Regions from separate parts of the Mus musculus genome. Here region 1 is linked to region 2. A link is a contact called in public Micro-C data. All regions are on one chromosome and are shown on one strand. The core of a region is the stretch at or near the end of the contact, and the rest is flanking DNA. Distances in the headings are between cores, read along the strand shown.

What was found. A called contact is a pair of places that touch in the nucleus more often than the background predicts.
Region 1: a contact with region 2 is called in a Micro-C map of embryonic stem cells, with 10 times the contacts expected there. The contact joins two enhancer-like sites. A contact is called at or near these places in 3 of 15 datasets of contacts at CTCF or cohesin (the NIH/3T3 cell line, large pre-B cells and stem cell-derived epiblast-like cells), 11 of 484 Hi-C or Micro-C datasets (Sertoli cells, double positive thymocytes, embryonic stem cells and 3 more) and 5 of 115 datasets of contacts at active chromatin or transcription factors (embryonic stem cells and neural progenitor cells).

Annotation. Positions count from the first base shown.
Region 1 is chr7:82,259,112-82,261,811 of GRCm38.p6, reverse strand. It overlaps Sh3gl3 (SH3-domain GRB2-like 3), which reads right to left. Exons shown (of 9, transcript NM_017400.7): 2 at 1,612-1,680. Among named protein-coding and RNA genes, the nearest start is that of Gm32903, 4.5 kb to the right of the region's middle. Within about 2 kb of position 1,366, at least 4 of the 459 cell types and tissues checked have an H3K27ac peak or open chromatin away from gene starts, as enhancers often do. A contact at or near this core is called in embryonic stem cells, where this site is marked.
Region 2 is chr7:82,222,695-82,225,394 of GRCm38.p6, reverse strand. The region is part of intron 1 of Sh3gl3 (SH3-domain GRB2-like 3); the gene reads right to left. Among named protein-coding and RNA genes, the nearest start is that of Gm32903, 32 kb to the left of the region's middle. Within about 2 kb of position 1,319, at least 15 of the 459 cell types and tissues checked have an H3K27ac peak or open chromatin away from gene starts, as enhancers often do. A contact at or near this core is called in embryonic stem cells, where this site is marked.

The sequences.
Region 1 (2,700 bases), core at 117-2,616, 36 kb before region 2:
AGGACCTGAAGCAGCACGGCCTAGATTAATTACCCATGCCTCAGCCACACCCTGACCAGCGCTGCCTCGTTATACACGCCTCAGCCTACTATTGAAATCAGAGCCTCCTTTCACATGGAATGTTCGTGTGTTTCTCTTGGTGCAGACGGGGCTACACTGAATAAGCTGCTCTGCCCAGGTTTGCCCTGCCACCTGCCTCTTTAACGGGCTTGTTGAGAACAAGCAGGTCAGGATACAGGAGCTGATGCAGATGCCATGGATGGGTGTTACTTACTGTCTGAACCCAGCTTGTCAGAGCTGCCAGCGCCCAGACCTTGACTCTAAACCCAATAACATAACTCCAGATGTTTGTTTTTAAGTATAGCATATGAATTGAATAATCTAGTTGGTAAAGAAGCCATATACATCCTATCATTATATATATTAATAAATTTAAAAATCAACTTTAGATATGTCAATGATATTAACATGTTGAAAGGGTTTTCAATGCACAGAATTTCTTTTTTCAAAATCAAACACAAAATAAGCTTCTCTTCTTAGGGTCTTAACACTTCTAGGAAACCGGGCGTGGTGGCGCATGCCTTTAATCCCAGCACTCGGGAGGCAGAGGCAGGCGGATTTCTGAGTTCAAGGCCAGCCTGGTCTACAAAGTGAGTTCCAGGACAGCCAGGGCTACACAGAGAAACCCTGTCTCGAAAAAACAAAACAAAACAAAACAAAAAAAAAACAAAACAAAAAACAAAAAAAAACACCTCTCGGGCACTTCCTGGAGGAAGGCTGGCCAGGTCCTACCTACATTAAAGAGAATGCCCTCCCAACCCACACCCAGAGCGGGCTTTCCCCCAACCTGCACTGCCGGCCACACCCAGGCCCCCAGCTCCGGTCTGAGGAATCTAATCGTTAGGACAAGCTCTGCTCAAAGGGCCCAAGACAAAGGGGAGGAAGCAGAGCAGTGTGGACCCAGCTCCGACTGCACCAGAGCCACTCTCCAGGTAGATGACCAGGGGACAGGACAGGGGACAGAGTCTGCAGTCCATCATTGGAGTGCCAAGCCAGGAACACTCTTCTAAATTATTTCATCTGCATATATGATTCTAGATGCCCCCATGTGAGGCCAGCCGGGCACACATACTTATCTCTGTATCACAGCTGATATGTCGGTTCTAATGGCAGAAAAGTATTTGCTGTGCAGCTGCTGAAACAGATGGGAACAACAGCCTAGATTACCAAATGATAAATCAGTTGTTATAAATCGGAAAAGCCTTGTCACACAAGCCTTGAGACACAGTTGACTCTCTAAGACATATGAGCACCATTTGGCCCTGGAGTTGTTGCCAAGGCCCACATGTTATGCATTCTGACAGCTGGCCACTAGGGGAACCAGTTAGTCACATTCCGTTTCCTTCCTCAACTTGCCCAGACTAGATGTGGTTCAACCTGATCCTGGCTTGGGCTGGGAAGCACTGGGGTCCTGCCTTCCCGACTCTGCACCCCATGCTTGCATTTGAACATTCTGGATTCCCACTCCAGGTCATATTCCCAATAGTAGGCGGTTCTCTCTCGGGCACAGACAGCCCATTTCTAACCCGTCACATGTTCAAAAAGCTTTACCTTTTCCATGTTCAGAAATTCTTCATCTAGCTTCGTTCCTTCGGCACCACTTATTTTTTCACTAAACAGCTGCAAAAACAAACACAAATGCTTTCACTGAACAAAGATTCTCTATATTCCTTTCATTGAAATTAGTGACAAAAATCTTGGCTCTGGCGTTGTTGGATTTTTGGTTTTCTGTACACTGGGGTTTTGCCTGCATATCTATCCCTGGAACATTAGTTACAGACAGTGAGCTGCCATGTGGGTGCTGGGACTCGAACCCAGGCCCTCTGGAAGAGCAGCCAGTAATTTTAAAGGTTCCTGAGTTCGAGCCCTGGAGCCCACGTAGAGGTAGAAGGAGAGAACCAACTCCACAAGGTTGTTCCCAGACTTCTATATGTGCACTGTGGCATGCGTGCGGGTGCATGCACACACACACGCACACCACAACAGCTACTAATGAGAAAAGAAAAGATCATGGAACAATGTACACTTCCCATTTGTCTAAGCTTTATCATGCACCCATCCTCATCAGATGGCACAAAGCAGTTCTAATACACGCAGTGACAAGACAGCTAGGGACACAAGAGTGACAAGAGTTAGCAGCACCCCAACAGCCTGAATGTAAGAGACAGGCGGTAAAAACGGACAAATACTAGGACCAAATGCAAACTATTATCAATTCATCAACTTGACAGACTCTCAGGGCTGCTTAGAAAGTATCTCGTCTGCAGAGCAGGAGGCAGATCATTCAAGACCTGACTCCTAGAATGCGTGGCATTTGAGTTTGTTTTTTAAGGACAGTGACATTTCAGTGTGCAGCACAGCGGGAAAGGTCTTCTGGGATGTGGTGGTGTTTTCAAAAAGGAAAACTGAGAGGAATGGGAAGGGTGGTTTGATACTGAGCACAGTTCCTATCCTTTGTGGCTATCTGTACAATAAGAGAGGCTTAGCAGCATCCCTGCTGTCTACCGCTAAATGATAATAGAAGTCATGTGCTCACTGTGCACACTCATGTGCACACACACAAACACATGCACACATCTGCCACACCACTCTGACCACCAAAAAATGTCCCTAGATAATGAGAGATCAGTGTGCTCACAA
Region 2 (2,700 bases), core at 70-2,569:
ATTCCAAATGATCCCATGAATTTGCTTAAATATCAAGAAGTCCAAACACATAAACACCCACCAAAAATGCAACTTATTTTCCCAAGTGCACTCTACATGAATTGATCCACGTTATACACTGTACTATTGTCAGTCCATACATGTAGAAGAATACTTTCTTTTACAATCATCTTATTTTTAAGTTGGGCAATAATTCAATTAATCTGCTCTATTTAAAAAGCTTTTTTAGCTTTTTTAAAGACTGGCTTACAGAGATACTGCATGAATGCTGCTGCGGACCCTCCCCCTGCAGCACAGGGACCAATCACAGTGAACAGCTCCTAACCTATACTTGCTATCTATAGCTCAGTCCTCCCTCTCCCTACCTAAGCATCTCTTACTAGATTCCACCTGTGCACCTCACACACACACACACACACACACACACACACACACACACACACACACTTCTAAACATTCCAGTGCGCATTCCCTAATAAGTTCAGGAGTACATTTTCTAGGGAAGACATCCTTTAGAGCTCGAAATTCAAAGGACACAGTCTTTGTTTTTGAGATGGGGGTGGGGTGGGGGTGGGGGCCACTTCTCATCATATTGCAAATAAGTTTCACACATTATCCCAGGCTCCTGGAACTGCTAATTTTGGCTCTGGCCACAGGAGGAAGCAGAGTACAGTGAAGCCTAGGGAAGGGTTTCTGGGCAGGAGGGCAGACTTGGAGAATGATCCTTGGGAGAGTGAACAGCACAGAACAGGAGCCAGAAGCATGGAAGGCCTCGGGCACTCAGATGCAGTGAAGGGCAGAGCTGCTTCGAGTCCTGGTATTCCACGGTCCGTGTCTTCCAGTCATGGTTGGTTTTGCAGAAAACAAGCTTCCTTTTTTAGTGACAAGTAATTAACATCCCACTAGCTTAACATTAAAAATGTTGAATTGGCTCTACCTTGATTAAACAACTTCCCAAAGACCTTTCCGACCCCGCGACTCTGCAGCCCCTCAGCCCCAGCTCCAGTTTCATGCTATGCTGAAGCCAGCACTGCTGGAGACAGGAGGGGAAGACCTTCAGAGAGAGGAGAAATACAGGTTCCCAGGCTGACTACCATGTTAGGCAGTCAATGAAACCTGAAAAGGAACATCTGGATTTGTCCTGAGGCCTGTGATTATGTAAATAAATTTCAAGGGATTCTTTTCAAGTTGTTCTAAAGGTTAAGGAGAAAAGAGATAAGGCCTTTTTAACATGCGAGAGGAAGGGAGAGCATGCCCGCTGCGCATTCTCTTTGTGGCTATGCACTCTGCTGTCTGCAGAACACCACCTCTTACTTGGAGGCTGCTGGTGGGGAAGGGAGGGAAGGAGGTGACAGACAGTCTGGGTAGAGAAGAAAGCATACAGCCTGCACTCAGATTGAGAGGGAATGGAAGAGAGGAGAGCTCAGCACAGCAGCTTCCTGAAACCAGGAGGCTTTGACACAGACAGGCTCTGAGGCTGGGGTGCTGCCAAAAGCAAACTCTCGAAAGCATAAAGGTGTGGAAGAGGGTGGGTGTGTGTGTGTGCAGGTGTGCATGCACATGATCTGTGGATATGAGTGTAGAGACCAGAGGATGACCTCAGGTGTCACATTGCTACCTAACCAACCACAGTCCCCTTGGGACACGGCCCTTCACTAACCTGAATGCAGTCAAGTAGGCTAGGCTGGCTGGCCAGCCAGCCCCAGGGACCCACCTGTCTCCACAGACTCTATTCCAGCAACTGACATGAGGTTTAGGTTTCAGCAGATAGCAACAGGTTTGTACAGCTAAGCATCCCAGCCAAGGTGTGGTTCTGCCCAGCATCCTCACAAGTCTCAGCTCCTCTCTCCTGACAAGTTGTCAGAACTGTGTCAAGTCTTTCTGGAGGGCGCAAGCTCCCCCTGGCTGGCACCAGCTTTGAGGCTTTTCCTTCTCCAGACATAAGATTCCTGGGGTTCACCTTTTCTTTTCATCTTTTCTTCCTTCCTGCCTTCATGCCTTCAGGACAGTTAGAGAGAAGGAAGAGGAGGGGGGGGTGGGCACTGTGATCCTGAAACTGAGAAGTTGGTAGGGGCTCTGAAACCAAGAAAATGATGATAATGTTCATGGGATGTATAGACAGTATACGCCAATGGTAGAGATAACACTTTGTAAGAAAAAATATTTCCTTTTTTTTTTCATTTTCCCAGGAAAATCAAAAGAATTCCTAGACTAGCAAGATGGCTCAGTAGGTAAAGGCAATCCTCCTGACCCAGGTTCAATCCCCAAAAGACTCACAATAGAAGACCAACTCCAATCGTCTGTGGATCTATACACAGGCACACACACACACACACACACACACACACACACACACGCACACACACAAATAAATACAAACACCCTATTGTTTCATTAAAAATAAATATTCATGCTTAAATTATAGCCTAGTACAGCACCTCCTATCAAGCAGTTCAGAGTTGAAGGCACCGACTTCCCCTCTTGCTTGCCATTGTGTTCTTTCTTGCTAAATCCAGTGGGCACCTGAAGATGGTGCCAGGCACCTCTGGAGATGCCCTGCAACGCAAGCAGGTGTCAGGCACTCTGCCACTCCTACCTATGCTTCTTACCCAAAATTAGCTTAGCAAAATGGGCACCTTGTATGGTTAGCCCAAGGTACAGACATTGGGATGCTAGGATCCACAGTAGTCCTTTACTTAA